2 separate regions of the Rattus norvegicus genome follow, and region 2 is linked to region 1. Evidence: chromatin contacts called from public Hi-C data. All regions are on one chromosome and are shown on one strand. Each heading gives the region's core, a stretch centred on a gene start, on an enhancer-like site or on the middle of the called end of the contact. The rest is flanking DNA. Distances are from core to core; before and after follow the strand shown. Region 1 holds the start of Cebpa (CCAAT/enhancer binding protein alpha). Region 2 overlaps LOC102555770 (a long non-coding RNA gene).

Evidence for each region. Hi-C and Micro-C count contacts between places; a contact is called where the count stands out from the background.
Region 2: a contact with region 1 is called in a Hi-C map of Schwann cells, with 4 times the contacts expected there. The contact joins the enhancer-like site here to the promoter of Cebpa in region 1. A contact is called at or near these places in 10 of 12 Hi-C or Micro-C datasets (the Rat2 cell line, Schwann cells, frontal cortex and 5 more).

The regions. Positions count from the first base shown.
Region 1 is chr1:96,893,085-96,898,944 of GRCr8, forward strand. It overlaps Cebpa (CCAAT/enhancer binding protein alpha), which reads left to right and starts at 3,500. Exons shown (of 1, transcript NM_012524.3): 1 at 3,500-5,860. The coding sequence starts at 3,621. The coding sequence ends at 4,697.
Region 2 is chr1:96,937,462-96,943,321 of GRCr8, forward strand. It overlaps LOC102555770 (a long non-coding RNA gene), which reads right to left. Exons shown (of 4, transcript XR_010062989.1): 2 at 5,669-5,752; 3 at 4,238-4,873; 4 at 2,813-4,002. Among named protein-coding and RNA genes, the nearest start is that of Slc7a10, 26 kb to the right of the region's middle. Within about 2 kb of position 2,625, at least 1 of the 93 cell types and tissues checked has an H3K27ac peak or open chromatin away from gene starts, as enhancers often do. A contact at or near this core is called in Schwann cells, where this site is marked.

The sequences.
Region 1 (5,860 bases), core at 2,250-4,749:
GAGACGGTCTTATTTACCAGTATTGACAACTGGCCCAGATCTGAGCTCAGCATATACGTTCCCTAATCCTTCCACCAGCCCTACAATGGATTACTGAGGAACTCAGAACTTGTCTAAGGTCATCTGGCTAGTAAATGATGAGGCAGGTATTTTAATGGGCCTTTGGCATCCCTCACTTGCTCAGGGCCTCCTGATAAGATGTGTAATCTACTGGGTGATCCAGGAGCTTCTCCAATAACTAATAAACTGAAAAGAAACACTCTACCCATCAGGCCAGTGAGTCCCCTATGCTCCTTGCTTCAGGGGCTTGGAGGAAGACATATATGTCACAAGATGTCATCTCCAGCCAGGAGTCTCGCATCTTGTTTAGATAGGTCCTAGGTTGCCTCTGTAGCCTCTCCTGGCAGAGGGAGTGGGTTGAAACAAGTCCTTTCAGTGTGGCCTAGACTGTCACTGAACCTGTAGTCTTCCTGTTGAGGCTCCAGGTATGTACCACCACACCCCTTTGTGGACCCCATGTTTCTCACCTAGCCAAAAGCTCCTCTCCTTTCTACCTGGAGTAGGCTCTCAGAAACCCGGACAGGGAAAAAAAAAAAAAAAAACCTCCCAGACCAGCCACAAGAGGATAAATGCTCTGAGAGATAAAGCCGGTTTGCTTACCTGGGATGGCCTTGGCCATCAACCCAACCCTGTCTGTGGATCCAGCCTTATCTAGGCCCCTCCCTAACTCTCCCCACACTCCAGCCTGTCAAACACCCTTGTCCTTTGTTACCAGAACAGGCCATGCTCCCGGCAGCCTCTCCACCTTTGCACCTGCTGTTCCCTCCTCCAAGGGGGTGGGGGTGGGGGGACGCTTTTCTTCCTTATCCTTCCAGAGAGTTCCTGCCTACTTCAGGAAATAGCTCAAAGTCTCACGCCTGCATGAAACCCTCTCCCATGGCCTGTTTCAGTCGGCCGCAGTGGGATTTCACTGAGTTGTGTAAAGGTACATATTTGACCCTCACTCAGGAGACTGGAAATCAGAGTCAGTGAATCCGGCAATCAGAGGCTGCCTTCTCCAGAGCCCAGGGTTCCTTGGGGCTGGGTGTGAATACAGCCTTAATGACGTTCCCACCTCTAATTCAAGAGACCATTTCATGGGCGATGGCTCCCCCCCTCCTTTGGTGTCCCCCTCTCTATGATGACAGTTTTCCTACCCTCTGACTGTATATGACATATCTGTCCCTCTACCTGTGTCACATACAGGGACACTTCTCATGCTCCCCTGGGTTTTTGGAGCAGTAAAAAGGACTCTGTCAGCTACTCCGGACCTGCAGGCTTTGGGGCAGGAGTCCCAGTCCCCGCCCCTCACCTCACACACTTATCCCACCCTTTTTCGTTTGGCGACTATATTGTGCTCTGGCTTCCCGCAACCCTAAGTCCCTGTGCTTGCATAAGCGAGGACAACTAAAGCCATCAGACTTCCACTAATGTCTCTCTTAGCTAGGAACTTTCTCACAGTGTTCCCTTTCCCCTCAGGGGAAAAACAAACAAACAAACAAACAAACAAGCATTATATTTAGCTCAGTAGAAAGACTGAAGATCCTTCTCGGCTTTTAAGGATTTCTCTCCAGGGGACACTCCAGGTGCATGGTGTATTAATGGGTCGCGTGCATCTGGCCCAGAGAGCGATCCCCCGCTCATACCAGGTTGTTTATTTAGTGTATCTGCTTTCTATTCGCTCTGTTCAAAAGCATCAAGCTAAAAATATCTTGTTTATGCGCTCTGGACCGAAAATGAAGCAGTCGGGCCATTAATCACTGAGAATATGTTGAATGAGAATTTGATTAAAGTACAGGATGCGTCCTCCAGACGAAGTCGGTTCTTTATACTGTAAACCACAGTGGAAGCACAGCAGACCTCCCCAACAGTTTTTAGCCGCTCCTCTTTGAGCCTCCTGGGCGGATCGTAGCGCCTTTCCTGACCTAAAATGGCCATTGCACTGGGGGGTCTTGACCTTGCGCACCCTAGTGTCGCAGGAAGACCCCCAGCAGCTTGGAACGAGGACAAATGGAGTTCGAGAGGACGTAAGGCCTCAATTCAAGAAGCCGCCAAAGGGTCTTCGGGGTGCAAAAACGAGAGACGTGGGTGCTCACCAGGCCCCTTCTGTCCCGGACCTCCGCGGCCGAGATCCAGGTGGAGAATGAACTGGACGCCACGTGGCTGGGGAGCCGATGCTCGCAAACTCCTACCCTCAGCCGCGAGCCTGTAGGCGGCGCGGTGCGGAGGATCCCAAGGACTGGACAGGGGGCTCCCAGTGGGTGCTCGAAAGGCTCGGTAGCCAAGAGCTGGACACCCGAGCTACCGAGATTAGTTCCCCTCTGAATGACAGTAGGGAAAGAAAACTGTGACTTCAGGCCCCTGACTATGGGCCCCGCCTGGGGATCACGATCCCCGATTCAAATTCACTTCTCTCACTCCAACACCCTGCCCTCTCCCCGCCCCTGCGCGGTCTCCTTAGTGTCTTGTTCCGCGAGTCCCGGAGGACCCACCCGCTGGTCCCGGCGTGTGTGTGTGTGTGTGTGTGTGTGTGTGTGTGTGTGTGTGTGTGTGTGTGTGTGTGTGGTGGGGGGGGGGTCCGGAACATTTGACTAGAAGCTCCACGCAGGGTAGCAGCGTCCGCCTCATAAGCCTAGCAATCCTATCGCGCTGGCCTGGAGACATAATTAAAAAGAAAGTTTTCCAGCCTAGGCGGGTGGACCAGCCAGGTCCACTAGGCTCCGGGTTTAGCGGCCGCCTCCGCTCCCCGCCGGGTCCTAGCGCCCTACTACTCTGAAGAACCCGTGGGACCCTGGAGTTCTAAAGAGGCTGGGCGAAAGAGAGGTGCTCTGCTTGGAAGTAGTGGGGTCGCCTGGAGTTCAGAGATAAAGACGCACAATCTCAGCACTCTGGGCCTCGCCTTTCGGCAGTGCGCGCTAGGTTGCTGGTCCAAAGCAGTCCCTAACGTCCTTGCGCCGCGGCTCTCCGCCACAGCTTTTTAAAAATCCGGGTGGGAGACAGGCCTAGTCCCAGCTTTTAAGACAAGTCTGCACCACGGTAGCTCAAGACTAACATCCTCTCTCCAAACGCCCCCCAACCTTCACCTCCCCTTGCTCGGCCTCTGGATGCTCCCCGGCTCCCTAGGGTTGGCTGGAAGTGGGTGACTTAGAGGCTTAAAGGAGGGGCGCCTAACCACGGACCACGTGTGTGCGGGGGCGACAGCGCCGCCGGGGTGGGGCTGAGCGCCGCAAGCCGGGTTCGCCTAGCAGCGCAGGAGTCAGTGGGCGTTGCGCCACGATCTCTCTCCACTAGCACTGTGCTCCCGCCCCACTCACCGCCTTGGAAAGTCACAAGAGAAGGCAGGCTCTAAGACCCAGCAGGCACCATCCGGCAGGCGCCCTCCGCCCAAGACCCGCTTGGACACCAGGGGGCGATGCCCGACCCTCTATAAAAGCGGTCCCCGCGCGGGCCTGGCCATTCGCGACCCAAAGCTGCGCGGGCGCGGGCGAGTTGGGGTACTGGGTGGGCGGCGGCGACAGCGGCGCCACGCGCAGGCTGGAGGCCGCCGAGGCTCGCCATGCCGGGAGAACTCTAACTCCCCCATGGAGTCGGCCGACTTCTACGAGGCGGAGCCGCGGCCCCCGATGAGCAGCCACCTCCAGAGCCCCCCGCACGCGCCCAGCAACGCCGCCTTTGGCTTTCCCCGGGGCGCGGGCCCCGCGCCGCCCCCAGCCCCACCTGCCGCCCCGGAGCCGCTGGGCGGCATCTGCGAGCACGAGACGTCTATAGACATCAGCGCCTACATCGACCCGGCCGCCTTCAACGACGAGTTCCTGGCCGACCTCTTCCAGCACAGCCGGCAGCAGGAGAAGGCCAAGGCGGCGGCGGGCCCCGCGGGTGGCGGCGGTGACTTTGACTACCCGGGCGCCCCGGCGGGCCCCGGCGGTGCGGTCATGTCCGCGGGGGCGCACGGACCCCCTCCCGGCTACGGCTGTGCGGCGGCCGGCTACCTGGACGGCAGGCTGGAGCCCCTGTACGAGCGCGTCGGGGCGCCCGCGCTGCGGCCGCTGGTGATCAAGCAGGAGCCCCGCGAGGAGGACGAGGCGAAGCAGCTGGCGCTGGCCGGCCTCTTCCCCTATCAGCCCCCGCCGCCGCCGCCGCCACCGCACCCGCACGCGTCTCCCGCGCACTTGGCCGCCCCTCACTTGCAGTTCCAGATCGCACACTGCGGCCAGACCACCATGCACCTGCAGCCTGGCCACCCTACGCCGCCGCCGACGCCCGTGCCCAGCCCTCATCCCGCGCCTGCAATGGGTGCTGCGGGCCTGCCGGGCCCCGGGGGCTCGCTCAAGGGCTTGGCTGGTCCGCACCCCGACCTCCGCACCGGCGGCGGCGGCGGCGGCGGGGCCGGCGCGGGCAAGGCCAAGAAGTCGGTGGATAAGAACAGCAACGAGTACCGGGTACGGCGGGAACGCAACAACATCGCGGTGCGCAAGAGCCGAGATAAAGCCAAACAGCGCAACGTGGAGACGCAGCAGAAGGTGTTGGAGTTGACCAGTGACAATGACCGCCTGCGCAAGCGGGTGGAACAGCTGAGCCGTGAACTGGACACGCTGCGGGGTATCTTCCGCCAGCTGCCTGAGAGCTCCTTGGTCAAGGCCATGGGCAACTGCGCGTGAGGCGCGCGGCTGCGGGACCGCCTTGAGCCGGCCCCCTGGCTGGGGACCCGGAGGATGGTTTAGGGTCGCTGGATCTCTAGGCTGCCCGGACCGTGCAAGCCAGGACTAGGAGATTCTGGTGTCGCCTGAAAGCCTGGCCTGCTCCGCGTGTCCCCTCCCTTCCTCTGAGCCGGACTCGGTGCGTCTAAGATGAGAGGGAGTCAGGCCGTGGTGGTTTCTCCTTTAGACCGAGAGACTTCTCCGCGGAGCTGAGCTGGGAGCCCGGCAGTTTTAGTATTAAGGAAGTAACCTTGTGCCTTGGATACTCAAAACTCGCTCCTTTTCCTACCGAGTAGGGGGAGCAAACATGTGCCTTGATATTTTATTTGGAGGATTCCTGCTTCCTCCAGAGCTGCAGCAGGCCCCCATGAGAAAAATGAAGGGTGCAGGCCCAGGGCAGGAGGAAGATTCAGGAAGCTGAGGTCCCAGCAGTCCCTGAGCTGCCCCTCCGTCCCTGTCCTTAGAGGGGAGGGACTTAGGGAGTTGGGGATTTGAGTCTTAAAAGTGTCCCCACCCCTAGTTACATGGAGATGGAGGGTTCTTAGCCCCTTGCTTTTCGCTCCTCCATCTACATTCCTCCCCCCACCCCCAGCTTACAACAGGCCAGGTTTCCTTGGTGAGTTCGTGGAGAAGGGGGCAACACCCCCAGTCAGACCAGAAGGCTGAGTTGTGAACTGGCCATGTGGTTAAGCAAGTGGTAGAAGACAGGGACCTTAGTTTCTGGTCTTGGGGTGGAGGATGAAGACACTGGGACCATCCGCCTTGTGTGTACTGTATGTCGCCAGCCGCTGTTGCTGAAGGAACTTGAAGCATAATCGATCCATCCCAGAGGGACTGGAGTTATGACAAGCTTCCCAAATATTTTGCTTTATCATCTGATATCAACACTTGTATCTGGTCTCTGTGTCCCAGCGGTGCCTTGTGCAATGTCAGTGTGCGCGTCTATGCTAAACCACCATTTTATTTGGTCTTTTGTTTTGTTTTGGTTTTGCTCTGATTCTTGCCAAAATGAGACTCTTCACGAACGGCCAGGGGAAGGGGCTGAGTGAGGCTCTCATTCTTTTTGGTTTAGGGATGTTTGGTTTTTTTGTTTTGTTTTGTTTTGTTTTGTTTTCTTTCGCCTC
Region 2 (5,860 bases), core at 1,375-3,874, 44 kb after region 1:
GAGCATGGATTGATCACGATGACTAAAATCTATCTAGTGCACAGTCCTTCAAGAACACCCATGCCACCATACTAAAGAGAAGCTCACTGGGTTGGGTTATATAGAGAACGAGTAGTGGTTCAAAGTAGAGTTAGGAAACTGGAAAATACTTCAAGAGAAATTTCATGATATATAGCACAGAGCTGGGAACCTATGAGAGGGCAAGGTTTGTTTTGGAATAAGAAGGGCCAACGTCATATAACATGGACTCTGTGAGGTAGAAACTGGAGTTAAAAGAAAACATTCAGTACGTAATCATTGGGAACATCTTCACATTGAAGATTCACATTGAATCCTAAGAAGGGTCCGTGTGTGGTGCCACACACCTATAGTTCTAGCACTCAGGAGCCTGAGGCCACAGGATTGAGACTAGCCTATACAGTGAGATCCTGTCTCAGAAATAAAATGAAAAAAAAAAAGCCTTAAAAAAGTAAAACACTTCCTATAACAGCAAAGCTAAAGAACATTGAAGACAAAAATATTCTTTAAAAAATATCGTGGAGAAATGAAGACCACAGAGGAGCAACGATCAGACTAAAAAGGTTTTTCTTCCTCCAATGGCTCTCAGAAGTTTAGAGGACGGCATGTCGGTGGAGAGCTCTGGAAAGCAATCTTACACCCAGTAAACCAAACTGTAGACAATCAGGATGGAGAATGTCGTACTTCAGGCCAGGCCTTGGTGAGAATGTGAGTCTTTGGAGTAAGTCAAGACTGGTGGGGTGTGCAGGGAGAGATCCAGGCTGCCCTGTTGGAGGATGGGTGCTTTCAACTTGAAAGTGATGAAAGCCAGCAGGGCAGTAGTGACACACACCATTAATCCCAGCACTTGGGAGACAGAGGCAGGCAGATCTCTGAATTCAAGGCCAGCCTAGTCTACACATTGAGTTCCAGGACAGGTGGGGCTACACAAAAAACCCTGGGGGAAAAAAAACCCACAAACCCTTCAACAACCCTGAAGAAATGCCCGAGGAGATAAAATGACAAGAAAATCCTGGCATGCCAGTAGGGTTAAAGGTCAGGCGTGGTCAGAGGATAACCCTCTGTCTCCTGAGGGCAGTTGTACCTCACTCTTTCTTTGCATTCTATTCAAATATTTCCTCTTTCATATGCTTTCTCTGTGCCTTTATTGGTTGCAATTGTCTCCCCTATGAAGTATTTCAGACTCTGTTATTCCATAGATCCACACTGCACTGGAGAGATGGCTCAGTGGTTAAGAGCACTGACTGCTCTTCCAGAGGTTCTGAGTTCAATTCCCAGCAACTACATGGTGGCTCGAAACCATCTGGAATGGGATCCGATGCCCTTTTCTGGCGTGTCTATGTCTGAAGAATCTGTGTCAGTGTAGTCATAGAACTAAAAATCAATCTTAAAAAAATAAGTAATTCCAAAAAATTCTAAAAACAGAACAAACAAAAAGAAACTCATACTGCACTGAGGGCACCTGGGAGAGGGATCAGGGCCTAACAGTAACCATCCCCTGGTAGAAATGCCCTTAGGGCACCTGTGTTAGTGACTTTCTTGTTGCTGTGACCAAGCCACTTAACTGACTCCCAGTTTATGGGATTTCATCCCCCTCGAGGCAAAGACAGTGTAGCAGTTATGGTGGCTGACTGTGGTGGCAGGGGCTTGTTCTTGCAGGATCCAAAGGCAGGGTTCAGTTCAGAGCCAGAGTCAGATATCACCTTCAAGGTTCACCTCCAATGACCTACATGCCTGCTGGGCCTCACCCCCAAGCAGTTACAGTCTCCCACACAGCCCCACTTGCTTTGGTCACTTGCGGACCAAGTGTTCAGACATGCAAGCTGTTTGAACCATATTAGCATTCCATGTCTGTTTCCACTTGCAGAAGGTGGTACTCATGTGTTGATCTCCCAGCCGTGGCTGTAGGCAGGGAAGATTAGTAATGGGTACTGGGCAAGATAACGGTGATAACAAGATCCAATCCAATGCAGTCCCACCTTGACTTAACTATGGCATCGCATCCTGGAGCTCACTCTGTAGACCAGGCTGGCCTCAAACCCACAGAGATCCGTTTGCCTCTGCCTCCTGAGTGTGAGGATTAAAGGCCTGGCCTGGTGAAAAGTATCTGTCTCCCAAACATGTGTCGGAAGCCTAATATCTGTGGATGGTATTTGAGGGCGAGACTTTGGAATGTTGTCGGGGTTACATGAGAACAAAGGGGTAAATTCCCCACGATAGGAAGAAAGACCAGAGCGGACAGTCTTGCTTTGTCCCAGCATGTGATATCCTCTGACATGTTATAGTGGACCAAGAAAGCCCCCTTCACATGCTGATCAGAGGCTGACCCTGCACTCTGCATTTCCAGGTCTCCAAAACTGGGAGCCAAACCACCATGTTTGCTTGGTAACTTGGGTGATAAGGTCGCCCTCGGCTCCCCAGGCTGGCCTCTTGCTTCGGCCCCTCACAGCTGGAATTACAGGAGTGTATTCCTGCACCCGGTTTTAAGCTTCGTAAAGCCCTTACATTCTAAATGACCCAATCATGGCAGTACAAAATAGACAGAGCGGAGAATTCCCTGAATTCATGTTCAGTGCCAGGCATCATAGCATGAGAACGCAGAACAGTGGAGAATATCAATTCTCTCTTTGTGGTCCTGGGGCTGCCCCAGGAGCTGTGGTTTGCTGCAGCTGCCCACTGCCCAGCAGCACAAATGCCACATCCCCGAGAAAAGATCCACATGGAAAATTTGAAGTTTGACTTCTTTTTTTTTTTAATTATTTTTAATTTTAAATTTTATTTGTATGATGAGTACACTGTAGCTGTCTTCAGACACACCAGGAGAGGGCGCCAGATCCCATTACAGGTGGTTGTGAGCCATCATATGGCAAAGGGAATTTGAACTCAGGACCTCTGGAAGAGCAGTCAGTGCTCTTAACTGCTGAGCCATCTCTCCAGCCCTGAAGTTTCATTTCTATTGAATGCATTTCCCTTTCTCAGCACCATAAAGAAAAACAACAACAGCAACAGCAACAACAGGGCATCACATTGTAAATCTGGGACTGTGTGGTATATTTGCTGAGCACCTGAGGCTTTCCCGGGCCCTTCTAGCCCACTTTGCATAGAAACTCCCAGGAGTGGCTTCCAACCCTGCTGGTAAAGGGAAAAGCTGCACCCTCACACGGCTGTGATTGTCTTAGTCAGGGTCACTGTTGCTGTGACGAAACCATGACCAAAGCAGCTCGGGGAGGAAAGGGTTTATTTGGCTCACATTTCCACAGCACTGTTCATCACCAAAGGACGTCAAGACAGGAACGCGAAGAAGGAAGGGACCTGGAGGCAGGAACTGATGCAGAGGCCATGGAGGGGTGCTGCTTCCCTGTTTACTCAGCCTGCTTTCTTATAGACCCCAGGGCCACTAGCCCAGGAACGTCACCACCCACAATGGGCTGGGTCCATCCCATCCTTCTCTAATTTAGAAAGTGCCCTGCAGGCTTGCCTACAGCCTGATCTTATGGAGGCATTTTCTCAGTTGAGGTTCCCTCCCCTCTGATGGCTCTAGCTTGTGTCAAGTTGACAAGCCATTCCATGATGGAATCACCCCAGGGCATACACAGGATGCAGGCTCAAAGCCTGCTGTGTGGAGGGGAAAGAGATAGTACCTGGGTCTTTTTTTTTATTATTATTTTTTTATTATATATGAGTACACTGTAGCTGTCTTTAGACACACCAGAAGAGGGCATCAGATCCCATCCCAGATGGTTGTGAGCCACCATGTGGTTGCTAGGATTTGAACTCAGGACCTCTGGAAGAGCAGTCAGTGCTGTTAACCACTGGGCCATCTCTCCAGTCCCTCTGTGCAGGCCTTGATGTAGGACAGAGGGAAGATGTCCTGCTGGGGCAGGTTCCAGCAGAAGGTACATTCAGAGGACATAGAAGTCCTCAAAGGCTCTAGATGTTGGCTTTTCCTGGATGAGCTGGGATGAGCTGGGAACACGGCAAGTCCTTGAGAAAAGAAACCACAGGGTGGAGGTTTGTGTCTCACATCTGTCTGCGTGAGAAAGCCAAGGGGCTGGCAGAAACAGAGAGAGAGGAGAGAGAGAGAGAGAGAGACAGAGACAGAGAGAGACAGAGAGAGACAGAGAGAGACAGAGAGAGACAGAGAGAGACAGAGACAGAGACAGAGACAGAGGCCTATTTCACAGGCGACTGTCCATAGACCAATGGGCAGCAGGGTTACCTCAGGAGAGTCCCCAGCAGGCAGCTTGAGTGTGGGTCTTTGGGTCAGCCTCAAGGAGTCTAGCTGTAGTGGCCTGTGGCATTTCCCGGAGCTTCAGTATAGGGTTCCTGACAGAAGGTGACTAAGGCCCTATTTAGGAGCAGCCACCCCCAAACCCGGAAAGAATGGCAGGCGGACACTTGAATAGCATGGGGCCCACTTCCTAGTTTCATCTTGTCCTTGCTGGGAGTGTGACTCCTGCCCAAGTCGCTGGCTCACCAGCCTCTGACAGATCCAGAGTAGGGGATAGAGGTCAGAATTTGCAGCTGGCCAGGAGACAGGGTCTCAGCAGAGCCAATCTAGGCAGGTTGTCTTCTGCTAGACCAGGCATGGGAGCCTCCAATGAGAAGGTATCTGTTATGCTCCCCTCCCTGATGGATCTCTAGGTTATGACTCCAGAAATCAAGTGCCTTCTACCTTGGCCACCACTGATGTTTCTCAGTCAGGGAGGCTTAGCGAGCAGTGGGCAGTGCTCACAGTTGTCGCTCTCAGTGTGCAGTGCAGAATCGAGAGCGAAGGTCGGAGTCATTGCACCCACAAACTCGCCACTGCTACGGTTGCCTGTGTACGATCCAGTCAACATTCCAGCAGGCAGCACTAACAGAAAGGGAGAGCCAGGTGTGGTGAGTTTGAGGACAGCTTGGTCTGCACAGAGAGTTCCAGGACAGTCAGGTGCCATAGGGAGAGCCCATCTTACAAAGAATAGGGTAGGGACAGACAAAAGGGGGAGGGGAGCATGCTCAGTGCCTTGAAGGAGTGCAAGAGGAAGATGGTGTATCATGTCTACATAAGGAGTGGTGGTCACCACTGGGACGAAGTAATGCTCTGCCTTGCCCAGGAGGACCATGATGTTGTTCCTCAAGGTCCCTCAGCTGAAGCGCTCTCTCTCTCTCTCTCTCTCTCTCTCTCTCTCTCTCTCTCTCTCTCTCTCCTTCCCTCTCTCGCTCTTTCGCTCTCTCTTTCTCCTTTTTTTCTTTCTTTCTTGAGACAGAATCTCACTCTATAACCCAAGCTAGCTTCAAACTTGAAAGCCCCCTCCCTGCCTTGTCAGGGCTGGGACTCTGGGCATCCATCACCACCACACCTGGCTGCACCTCACCCTTTGCACCCCTGCTGCTGCAGAGCTGGCCCGCCCTGAGCAAGGCATGTGATGACGCTCGGAATCCCACTGCCCAGTACCTCTGACCTCTTGGGAGAGCCCCAGGGCCTCTGAAAAGTGCAGGAGCCCACATAAAAACCTCACGGGCTTTCCCTGCCCTACCCTTTCCACCCGATTCCTGAATGGTTCACATTTTAGTGGAGCCTGGGGCTCTTTGGCTTAGCAGGGTCTAGCTCCAGTGAATCAGAGGCTCCCAAGGGCCTGATCTCCAAGATGGGCCCCTGTCAGCTCACCGGTCAAGAATCCAAGATCTGGGGTGGGTCTTCCTGTGCCCTGAGGCAGAAGGTGTTTGTTTTTGCTCAAACCACAGGTGTCTCCTGTAAGATAGGCCATTTGTTATGGGCACAGGCATGGGGACCCCTACTCCCATCTGAAGTCCTATGGGCCAAGCCAAGACATTGCAGGCAGGGAGTCCTACCAGATAC